Regions from separate parts of the Neogale vison genome. Here region 2 is linked to region 1. The links are chromatin contacts, called in public Hi-C maps. All regions are on one chromosome and are shown on one strand. The core of a region is the stretch at or near the end of the contact, and the rest is flanking DNA. Distances in the headings are between cores, read along the strand shown.

Region 1 (5,900 bases), core at 773-3,272:
GGGATCAAGTCCCACATCTGGCTCCTTGCTTAGCAGGGAGTCTGCTTCTTCCTGTCCCTCTCCCCACCCTCTTCCCACTCTTCAAGTATTCTCTCTCACATTCTCTCAAATAAATGAAATCTTGGAAAAAAAAAAAACTTGTTAAAAATGTTATATCCCCATTCTCATTTCTCTTTGTGCTTTCTTTAATACATTTATCTTCAGTGTATTAGCACTCATTAAAAAAAATAAGCTTTTAGATTCAATTAACCATTAAAAGCAGAAAATGTTTCCTATAGGTCAGGCATGCTTTACTACATTTATTCTACTTTTTAATTCTGTTGATTTTAATTTTAATGGATTTGTCAACCACTAAGAAGGACACATTTAAAAAAAATTCCCATGATTACATGTTTTTCTTCCTCTCCCCCCAAGTGTTTGAGTGTCTGTGACTCAGTCAGGAAATCTCTTTCTTAACTCTTGTTTAAGGCATTGGTAGCATGGGCTCTAGGCGAAACAGATCTAGTCTAGGTTCAGTCTCCATCTCTGGCTAAATGGATGACAAGGAAAGTCATTTAGCTTCTCTGGGTCTCAGTTTCCTTGTGTTCAAAATGTAATTATTAATCTATCTAATGGGGTCATATTAAGGATTAGTGATAATGCAGGTGACATATAGCAAAGCTATTTATTATTTTCATGTATTGCCAACAGTAAGCTTTTTTTTTTAAAGCTTTATGAAATATGTTCAAGCTTATGAAGACATTTATTCCTCCTTTTTAACATGGAGATGCCAGTGTATTAACAATAACTTGGGTTATAAATCTTGATAGGCTTAGGGAATAATCCTTAAATTTTTAGTTCTGTGTATTTCTACTGGTAGCCACCCCACACACACCATTTATATTGTACAGAGGAAGTTTGTTCGTTCGTGGTTTTGTTTTTTGTTTTTGTTTTTTTAGAATTAAAAGGGAAGGAAAGACCCTGAACGAGATTTGGGTTAAAAAATCTCGGGATCCAACGCTGGGGATTCTGTAGATGCAGTAAGTTTTTGAGGGAGTGATTATGCCTGCACTTGGGGTAGGGTTGGGGAGTACCAACAGAGACGCGCAGGGCTGTAAACTGCTGCCCGATTCCGCCGCTTTCTGAGGAGAAAAAAACGCTGGGCGGCGAGCAGTCAACGCAAGGCAAGCTTTTTCCTTCAAGCCCCACAGCCACGTGGCGCCGTCGGAAGCCCCTGGCCCACCAGGTTGCCGGCGCCGCTCTCGCTTTCAGTGGGATTCGCAGCGGGGCCCACAGCCGCCAGGGAGCTGGGAAGCCTGGAACCTCTGGGACTGTGGCCGCCGGACCAAGGGCTCCAGCCAGGAATCCGAGCAGGACAAAGAGCCCAGGCGACGCGCGGTGCCAGCCTTCCACTCGAAGGATAACCGGCAGGCTCTCGGAACTTTTCCCCGGGGACAGGTCCGGGCAACAGGTCCGAGGCGGGGCCGGGATGGGCCGGACCGAGCGGAGCTCCGCGGCGGCCGTGAATCAGCGCCGGCGCCCAGGTCAGCCCTCCCAGCCAATGCGAGATCAAGGGAGGAGTGGCGGTGCCGCTGATCACCAGCCACTCAGGGCTCGCTGGGCCGGGAGGCAGGTGACGTCATCGTAGCTGGGAGGTTTCAGCCGGCTCCACCAATGAGAGATAGGCAAAGTGGCTCGCTTTCTGTAGCTCTGGGCCAATACTAACAAAGCAAAAGGGGGTTGTCGGCATAGAACCAATGGAAAACAGGGAAGGAGCACGAGGCGGAGTTGCGAATCCTGTCACCAATTGGAAAGGGGGGGTGGAGCCCGGGCCTTGTCAAGCGTGGCCAACCAGAGAGAGGAGCGGACTCTAGGGGGCGGAGCCGTAATGCTTTTCCCCAATCGGACAAGGCCGGGGGCGGGGCATTCTTTAGGGTGCCCAATGAGGAACGCAGCCGAAGAGGGCCTGTCAAGAGAAGGGCCTGGGGGCGGGGGGATGGTGAGTCGGAGATAAACACTCCGCGGCGGTGGCGGCTGCTGCTCTTCTTCGGGTTCTGTCACGGTGTCGGCGGTGCCCAGCTCACCGGACCCCCTTCGCCGCTTCCGGCGAGCGTGGTCCGCAGAGAGGCTCTCTCAACCCTGCTCTGCGGGGTCCACAGCAGGGCGCGGGTGTCCGGCGGCGGCGGCGAGCCCGTGGGCAGTGGGGGTTGGTCCCGTGGCTCCGGCCCCCGGTGCAGAATGGCGGCGGCGGTTCGGATGAACATCCAGATGCTGCTGGAGGCGGCTGACTACCTGGAGCGGCGGGAGAGAGGTGCACGGGGACGGGAGGGGTCCATCCCGAGCCGGGGCCGGGGGCTCTGGGGGACCCGGCCGCGGGGTAGGGGCGCCCAGCCGCTCTGGGGGTGGTTGGAGGCGCAGAGACCGCGACCGCGAGCGCTCCCAACCCCTCCAGCTCTCCCCACGCGCGGTCCGAAGGGAGGCCGCTGCTGCCCCAAAGGCAATGAATGAGGGTGGGGAAAGGGGCCGCTGCCTCCGGAGTCCCGAGCGCTGCCCCCCCACCGCAAAGCAAATGGGGTGCCTGGGATCCTCTCGGCCAGCCCCTTGGTTTACCCCACGGGGGCTTGTCCGGAGCGGCCCCCAAGTGGGCCCGGCGCCCCGTCTCCCAGCTGGAGGAGCAGCGATTCCCCTGCGCGCCCCCTTCCCCGCCCTCTGGGTTCCGGGTGTTTGCCCCGCACCTTCGCCCGAGGCTGGTCCCACTTAAAGCACGCCAACCTGCTGGACGTTGCCAGTGGGGAACCCAAGCTCCATGAGCTCAGCGACTTGCTGTGTCTTTCTCAACAATGAGCAGCTGGAATGCTTCTTACACCTGCTCCGAACTGAGGGTATTCACACAATTTTAAAAAAAAAAATCATTGTTCTAAGAATTCCACCTTGCATCGTTTGTTTCTTAACACAATATTCTTTTAATGAAAAATAAAATTTAAAAAGGAAATACTGTAGAGGGGAGAGAGTATTGAATGTTCTAGGCTCATTCATTAACTGGATCCTTCGGTTTTCTAGAAGCTGAACATGGTTATGCCTCCATGTTACCATACAATAACAAGGACAGAGATGCCTTAAAACGGAGGAACAAATCCAAGAAGAGTAACAGCAGTAGCAGGTAATTTGGTAAATATTTCTCTTTCTCTTTTAGATTACACTGCAGATGATACAAACTGCAGAATGGAAGTTGTCTGTTGTGATTATAACCCAGTAAATACATTAAGTAGCAATCATGATTCAGTCAGGCACACATGGTCTTAAGCCATTGGAGGAAGGAGCCCTTCTGTTTGAGTTGAGACAGAAGAGAGAAATGGAAGTGTTTTACATTTCTTTTTTTTTTTTAAAGATTTTATTTATTTATTTGACAGAGAGAGATTACAAGTAGGCAGAGAGGCAGGCAGAGAGAGAGGAGGAAGCAGGCTCCCCGCCGAGCAGAGAGCCCGATGCGGGACTCCATCCCAGGACCCTGAGATCATGACCCAAGCCGAAGGCAGCGGCTTAACCCACTGAGCCACCCAGGCGCCCCGTGTTTTACATTTCTTTATGAACTTTTAAACTTTATTTTGCTTTTCTTCCCTTTTAGAACAAAAATCTATGGAAACTTCCAGTGAGATTAGGAACAATGACAATATGTTGCCTTCAGAAATCAGATTAAAGGCAGGTTTTTTTTATACTTGAAAATGCTGGACATTATCCATTTCTTTTACTTTTCTTAGTGAAGATTTTATAAACATGCTAAAGTATCCAATTTAGTGTAGGTGGTAAGATTTCATATTTGACATGTAAATAAAATGCAGTAGTTTGTCTCATAAACTGTTAAATCTGTTTACAGTGGCAAAGAGGAATGATGGAGGTTAAGACCTGCCTTTTTGGTGATGGAAAATTAATATTAAAATATTAATATGCCACAACCCTTTTATGTTAGCCTTCTAGTTCTTAAAATCTGTGAATTTCACTGGGAAGTATGTGGTTAATGATCAGTGAAATCACATTAAAACCCTGAGTATATAAAACCCTGAGTATAGTTCATGCTACCTATGATGTACTCTATTAATGTTACTTTCCCCTTTTTCCCTTCTTTGCCCTTAAAATATAAGTTAGCTAGGAAATCTGTTCCTTTCATTCCAATAGTCATTCACATTTTCATCACTGACTTAGAATCCTTATTCCTGGCTGCAAGTAACTGTATTTGGTTAGCCTCTGTGGCATAATACAGACCACTAAAAGCCAGGAGGTCCCATTTAAACCTAAAACTCACTTGCTCTTACTGCTGCTTCTGTCCTTGACTCATCCCATTGTACTTAGTGTTGGTAGAACCACAGGATGTGAGCTGCACACATGTGCTAAGCTCTTGAATAAGAAGGCACCTGAGGGATGAACCTGGTAATTAACAACCTCGTGGCTTTTCCTTTTCCTCCCATGTTTCACATTACCTGAAGGTGGTAGCTAATAGATCTGTGTGTGGGGCCTATAAGAAGAATGTTAATATTAAGGGCCTATAAGAAGAATGTTAATATTGACTTGCATTATGCAGTGGGATAAAACAATTTAGCTATGTTGCATTTTGTTACAGTATTCTTTGAATTTTGTTTGGAAGAACTTTGAAGCCTTTTTGTTTATTTTTCCTGAAAAGGGTACTCCATTTGTTACTTTTATTCTTGTCCACTCATGATTTGGAAGGAATTGTCCACTCTGCTCGTCAAGGCTTAATCTTTAGCACTTTATTTTTCCCTAAGTTTCATAGGAAAGTTGGAAGAGGTTCAGTGGTGGGGAGAGGAAGAGAAAGGGATATTGAAAGAGAAGCAGGCTGGTCCTCAAAGGTGATTAGGAAAGAAAAATAATGATAGTTGAGAACTGCAAGCCAAGAAACAGATTCTTTCTCTTTAGTATCCAGTGCTATTATGGAAGAAATAGCTATAACTACTGAGTTTTGGAAAAGCTGTCTTCTGTTAATGGGTTTGGTTTTCTTTCCATGGTTACAGACCGGAGGCTATCACAGTTTCCCATGTTCTTGACCATTATATCCTCAGTGGTTCAAGGATCTCTGAGAGAGACCTTAATTAAACCTGGAGATGGCACCAAGCAAACATGAAGCAAGAGTAGGTTGTTTTGTTTAAATGTGATCAGGTAAGGAAATGACCCTTACCTTAGCAGTGAGATATCGCCCCAGAGAATGCAGTTTGACCCCTTTGATTTGAATTAGACTTCTCTCCAAGGCCATGTATGGTCAGGATTTTGCACTGAGGTAAGGGCGATGGCGAGATTACTGCTGGTTTACATAACCACCAGATAATAGTTTATTCTTGTTAATTCAGGTTCAAGTGCTGTGCTCTTTGGTTGTAGAGTCAGGGGACTACTTTTACTTGGACATTAAAAAAATAAATAAGATTTAGCCACATATCCAACTTCTTGGGAACTAAAAATGCAGATTTTAATCCAGTTTCTCTAGTTGCTTGTTTAAAAAAACAAAAATGAAGTTTGAATATTGATCGCTTCAGAATCATCCAGAGAACTACTGGAATACAGGGAGTGAAATCTTTTTTTCTTTCCTACTGATTTTTGAAATGAATTACTAATCATTTAGAATTGAAATCCAGAGTTGTTTTTAAAGGTCTGTTTTGTTAAACTGTAGAGCAGGCTTTGGCACTCATGAAACGGGAAGTTCAGGACCTGCCTCCTAGCTCTTCTCTGCAACTGGGGTATATAGCTGAGCTGACATGGAGACTCTTTTTGAACCCAAGAACTTTCCCCATTCTCATACACTCTGTAGTTTGGCTTAGTTATCTTTTTGTGAGCAATATATTTTTGTGAGCAAATATATATTCTTTTTTAAGTAGGCTCCACGCCCAGCGTGGAGCTCAGTGTGGGGCTTGAACTCA
Region 2 (6,361 bases), core at 3,552-6,051, 160 kb after region 1:
AGTTAAAGATAAAATTATTCCATGTGTCAAAGCATCAGAAGCCAAGAAGAGGAACAAGACACAACCAACATTCAAGAGATCCAGCTCAGGTTCTGACAAGCTGTGCAACCTTGGGCAAGTCACTTCACCCTTCTGATCCACAGATGGCTCGTCCATAAAAATAGGCATAATAATACTTTCCTGGCAAAGTTGTCTGTGATGATTAACATGAAATCACTTCAAAATTATTTCACGAAACATGCCAATGTGAAGTAAAAAGAAGCAAAAATCCTTCCTCTGAATGGAATATAAATCCTGTGGTTAAATTTCCAAAGTCTAGGCCTGACTCACCTTCACAACCTCATTAAACTCCTTAACTAACCTGCAGTCATTCAAATGCGAGAAGAGTCAGGCATGAGGCTCCAGGGGTGGGGCAGTGACTATTTAGTCCATTGTGCCATATCTTAGTGGCTTCATCTGTAAAATGGGTGGTGTGGAATTCACTTATATATCCACAAGATAGTGCAGGTCTGGGGAAGGGAGTGGAGAATTTACCATAAGTTATATTTACATAACCCTCCCCTCCTCCAGAGATAAAGAACCAAGATCATCAAATATCATTGCTCCCTAGACAGAATTAGAAGACATCATTTAATCTCTTGTTTTACAGATGAGAAAACCAAAGCCCAGTTCTGAATTGGGTTGTAAACTTCTCAAAGCTAGACAGTGGCAGAGCTGAAGCGGGCAGCCAGAGCCACAGATTCCCAAGTCCAGTGCCCTCTTTACCAGATTTCCGGGTCATCCACAGCACGCAGCCTATACAAACACACTATCAACAACAAGACACGTTACAATTGAATCAACAGCTCATGTTGCCTATGCAGGCAGAGAGGGTTTGTAGGACTCTAGAGGAAACAAAGAGGCTGAGAGTGGGGAAGGGGATATCTTTATTGAGGGGCAGGAGAAGGTAGAATCCTAGAGGTACTCAGATATGAAAAAACTAATGGAAAATTTCACGCAAAAAAGGTTTAAAACAAGCAGTCTTGGGAAGAAAGACTCAATGGATACAATTTTCTTTAGGGAAAATAAATATGTGGCAGATTTAGAGAAGCAGAATAGTTTGAATCAGGATATAATTCCTAATTATATATAATTTCTCTTTTTGTCTCCTCAGTTTTTAATATTTACTAATAATTTTAATTCCCCAAACAGTTCTGTCTCTCCTATAAGACAAGGTCCTTTGCAGAAACCACATCTTACATAGTGGTAAATATACAGACTCTGGATTCAGATTGCCTAGATTCAAAGCCCTATTTTCCTATTTAATAACTGTGCCTTGGACAAAATCCCTCACCCCTCTGTATCTCTGCAAAATGGAAATTAACATCACCCCCATCACAGGTTTTGTGAGGATTAAATGTGTATATTAATCATTTTGGTCACAACCCAATAATGGGTTTCTCATTATTTTAGTTTTGATGTGCCTTTTTATTTCATGTTAAAGAACAGAAACTACCAGAGTATACTGCACATAAGAACAAGTATTGTTCTGCAAAGATTTTGTTTCATATATGTGATATATATATACATATATTTATGTGCATATATGAGTTATTTTGTAAGATTTAGCTCTTATGGTGGTTTGCTTTTAAAACTGTTGAGAAGGGGTGCCTGGGTGGCTCAGTGGGTTAGGCCACTGCCTTCAGCTCGGGTCGTGATCTCAGGGTCCTGGGATCGAGTCCCGCACCAGGCTCTCTGCTCGGCGGGGAGCCTGCCTCTCTGCCTGCTTGTGATCTCTCTCTGTCAAATAAATAAAGAAAATTTAAAAAAATTAAAAAAATAAAACTGTTGAGAAACCTAGTTGGCATAGTCGGTAGAGTACGTAATCTTGATTGTGGGGTTGTGAGTCCAAGCCCCATGCTGGGGGTAGAGATTACTTAGAAATAAAATATTTAAAATAAAAAAATATGAAAGCCACTGAATTATCATACAGAATAAAGCTTCAAACAGTGCCTGGCATAGTAAGCACTTAGTGCCATTACTGTCATTGTTGCTATGACATATCCACCTACCAAAGTTGTTTGTAGAATTATATACAGTAATGCAAAAGCACTTCAAAAACTATGATATAGGGCACTAACATAAAAGAAGCAAAAAACCCTTCTCTCCATCTCTAACATCCACGCATGTAGAGCCCTATTCAGGCACATACATATTCCTTGTCTGGCCTACAATTTATTTGTTAAACTGAAGAGTTCACAGACTTACGATTTACCTCATAGTGTCATGCTCTCTCAATATTTGCAGAGAAATGAAGGCTTGGTTCCAAAGTCAAATTATTTATTTTTACTTGGTTAGGATATTGGGGTGAGGAAGGCGGAAGTCATGCCCATGCTTAGCTGAAGGAAGCTAGTGAGTCACACACAGAAACTGCTTGCTCCCACAGAGCCAGGTAGATTTAGGTGCCACAGACAAGGCTGGACTGACAGATACTTCAGCCTTTGGGTAGGGCTGAATCATTTCCCCCTCCCTATCGTCACCCAAACACCTCATTAAAAAAATAGCATTTGAGCCTCTTACAGGTATAGCTCATACCAGGAAAAACTGGGAATCCCCAGATACAAACTGGGGGTAACTATGCACCAAAAGGTTACCTGAGGGGTTCCTTTAAATGACAAGCTCACCTAAACATCAAAATAGCACTTGAATTCTAAAACCATAACTTACAAAAACAATTTGAAAATGTGCTCACCAATAAGGAAATCAGAAGGTCAGGATTCCATCCTCCACACTGTGTGACCTTGAATTAGTCACTTCATCTCTCTGGGCCTAAATGAATTCATCTGTTAAAAAAAAAGAGAGAGAGGTAACACCCACCTCAGAAGATCATTGTAAAAATTAAAGATAGTATGCAGTAAAATGGTAGCACAGCATCTGGCACTGGTAAATGCACAGTAACATTTGTCTCTGTCCCTCCACACTAAAAGTGAATGCCAGGTGTGGGTAAACTGAGGTTCACCAGCCAGCTGCCCTCTGAAAAAGGTCACTGGTGTCTGAATGGCTTTATGGAAATTATCTTTTTTTTTTTAAGTTGTTTTATGAGACCATTTCTTGGTCTCTCCCGCACACCAGCCTGAGATAAAAAAGTCTAGGAAATCAGGAACTTTCTCATTACTTAAAGCAGCAATTCCTAAATGCTTCGGTACTGGGGGGCCCAAATTAACCACTGGTACTGCCCCTCGTTACTCACTATTAAATTTAAAACTAACGAGAACTCAATATTATGCCTTCATTTTTTTTTAGTTATAAACGTTTCCATTTTAAATTAATGGAGGAAATGCATTAAAATTAGGCAGCCGAGGTTTGGACCCGGGTGGGCAGAGCACTCGCTGCGAGGGGGCTGCAGCCAAGACGCACGGGATGGGGGTGGGGGCATTCTGGAGCTTTCGGTCGACCCCAATTTCTCGTTGGCGACAAATCCAGGACACGTGTCGCCATTTTGTGTTCTGGAAACATGGCGGCCACCCCGTGGGGAAGGAAGGGGGGCGGAGGGACCGCCACGTTAGCCTCTTTCCCTGCGGGATCCTAAAGCACGCTGCGCATACGTCTGTCTGGGTGCTTTCTCTGTCTGGCTTAGCCGAAGTAAAGAGAAACGGACAGAAATAAACGTACACGAGCCACCCAAACGACTTTTCTTTAGCGAGAGGAACGTGCGATGGCGAACTGCAAGAAAGGCCTTCCAAGATGGCGGGGCCCGACAGGGGCCGCCCCCGAAGAAAGCGGGGCGCGGCGTCTGCACCAAGGGTAGAAAGGCAGAGCGGGAGCTTAAACGGCATGGGGAAAATCTCAAGAACCACCCCCCCGCACTACTCGGGACCCCTAAAAAAATGCGGTTCCCAAGAGGCACACCATTGTCTTAAATGTCTGGCAAGACTGCCACGACTAAAAAGACACTAGGAGGTGGGGTTTCTCTAGATTCAACCAAAAGAAACTTGCAAAATGCAAACAAAGCATTATGTAAATGGACGCCATTCTTTTTTTATGGCCATGTTTCCAACACTCCCCAGAAATCAAGTGCAGAGCCGCAACTTGGGCGGCGGTAGGGGGGGATTTCGGTCTTTTTCCTCACCGGTCGCCGCTGGGGGACCGGGGCAAGGGTGGGGGCTGGCGCGGGGCGCCCGGGCACCGGGGACGAAGGGGCCCCACGTGCCTGCTCGCGCGCGCTCGCGCGCGCGCACCCGCCCCACAAGCCTCGCCTCGCCGCCCCTCCCCCCCGGAAGACCGCCGCTGCCCCTCCCGTCTCCCCACACCCTCGCGCACGCGCTCTAGCCGCCTCACGCGCACGTTTTAAACCCGCGGCGTCCCAGCTGCCGCCTGCAGTTACTGCCGGGGCTGCCCGTGTCGCTCCGCTTCCAAACCCTTTTTGCAAGGCGGGAAAATAACGTTTCAGCCCCATTCACAACACTAACATTTCAAAACATTTGCCTGTGCCGCTTGAGTTAATAAAATGCACGTTGTTTTAAAACCTTGCCGGGCTCACAGCGTCTGCCCATCGGGGCTTTATGTTCAACGCTAGGCTGTTAAAAAGAGTTTTTAAAAACTACCATGTGGAGGTTGGCGCAATCTTGTGACCTAAAAAAGACGGGTCCTCATTTTTTTTCAAGGGGTCCTGCGCGGCAAGCACTTCCGGGGTCAGAGGGTACGCGGGGTTGAAAGCGGGCTTCCCGCCCCGCCCAGACCGCCGAGGCTGCCGCCGGAGTCGCCACCGCCGCGCCCTCGCCCACCCGCCCGCCCGCCGCTCCCGGCCCCGCTCGCCCCCTCCGCCGCCGCCGCCTGCCCCTGCGACGACGCCGCGGCCTCCCGCCCGCGCCCGCTCGCTCCCGCGGCCCTCGCTCGCCTCGCGCCGGCAGTTTTGGGCCTACACCTCCCCTCCCCCCGCCAGCCACCAAAGACTTGACCACGTAACGAGCCCAACTCCCCCGAACGCCGCCCGCCGCTCGCCATGGATGCCGGTGTGACTGAAAGTGGACTAAATGTGACTCTCACCATTCGGCTGCTTATGCACGGAAAGGAAGTAGGAAGCATCATTGGGAAGAAAGGGGAGTCGGTTAAGAGGATCCGCGAGGAGAGTGGCGCGCGGATCAACATCTCGGAGGGGAATTGCCCGGAGAGAATCATCACTCTGACCGGCCCTACCAATGCCATCTTTAAGGCCTTCGCTATGATCATCGATAAGCTGGAAGAAGATATCAACAGCTCCATGACCAACAGCACGGCGGCCAGCAGGCCCCCGGTCACCCTGAGGCTGGTGGTGCCGGCCACCCAGTGCGGCTCCCTGATTGGGAAAGGCGGGTGTAAGATCAAAGAGATCCGCGAGAGTACGGGGGCCCAGGTCCAGGTGGCGGGGGATATGCTGCCCAACTCCACTGAGCGGGCCATCACCATTGCTGGCGTGCCGCAGTCTGTCACCGAGTGTGTCAAGCAGATCTGCCTGGTCATGCTGGAGACGCTCTCCCAGTCTCCGCAAGGGAGAGTCATGACCATTCCGTACCAGCCCATGCCGGCCAGCTCTCCAGTCATCTGCGCGGGCGGCCAAGATCGGTGCAGCGACGCTGCGGGCTACCCCCATGCCACCCATGACCTGGAGGGACCACCTCTAGATGCCTACTCGATTCAAGGACAACACACCATTTCTCCGCTCGATCTGGCCAAGCTGAACCAGGTGGCAAGACAACAGTCTCACTTTGCCATGATGCACGGCGGGACCGGATTCGCCGGAATTGACTCCAGCTCTCCAGAGGTGAAAGGCTATTGGGCAAGTTTGGATGCATCTACTCAAACCACCCATGAACTCACCATTCCAAATAACTTAATTGGCTGCATAATCGGGCGCCAAGGCGCCAACATTAATGAGATCCGCCAGATGTCCGGGGCCCAGATCAAAATTGCCAATCCCGTGGAAGGCTCCTCTGGTAGGCAGGTTACTATCACTGGTTCTGCTGCCAGTATTAGTCTGGCCCAGTATCTAATCAATGCCAGGCTTTCCTCCGAGAAGGGCATGGGGTGCAGCTAGAACAGTGTAGGTTCACTTAAAACCCCTTTCTGCTGTTTTCCCATGATCCAACTGTGTAATTTCTGGTCAGTGATTCCAGGTTTTAAATAATTTGTAAGTGTTCAGTTTCTACACAACTTTATCATCCGCTAAGAATTTAAAAATCACATTCTCTGTTCAGCTGTTAATGCTGGGATCCATATTTAGTTTTATAAGCTTTTCCCTGTTTTTAGTTTTGTTTGGGTTTTTGGCTCATGAATTTTATTTCTGTTTGTCGATAAGAAATGTAAGAGTGGAATGTTAATAAATTTCAGTTTAGTTCTGTAATGT

The links. A called contact is a pair of places that touch in the nucleus more often than the background predicts.
Region 2: a Hi-C map of muscle shows a contact between it and region 1, with 9 times the contacts expected there. The contact joins the promoter of PCBP1 here to the promoter of MXD1 in region 1. A contact is called at or near these places in 2 of 3 Hi-C or Micro-C datasets (fibroblasts and muscle).

The regions. Positions count from the first base shown.
Region 1 is chr8:91,212,508-91,218,407 of ASM_NN_V1, forward strand. It overlaps MXD1 (max dimerization protein 1), which reads left to right and starts at 2,023. Exons shown (of 6, transcript XM_044261311.1): 1 at 2,023-2,290; 2 at 3,040-3,139. The coding sequence starts at 2,218.
Region 2 is chr8:91,372,514-91,378,874 of ASM_NN_V1, forward strand. PCBP1 (poly(rC)-binding protein 1) reads left to right here and starts at 4,802. Exons shown (of 1, transcript XM_044261312.1): 1 at 4,802-6,361. The coding sequence starts at 4,982. The coding sequence ends at 6,052. LOC122914959 (a long non-coding RNA gene) reads right to left here and starts at 4,098. Exons shown (of 8, transcript XR_006385986.1): 1 at 3,652-4,098; 2 at 2,732-2,822.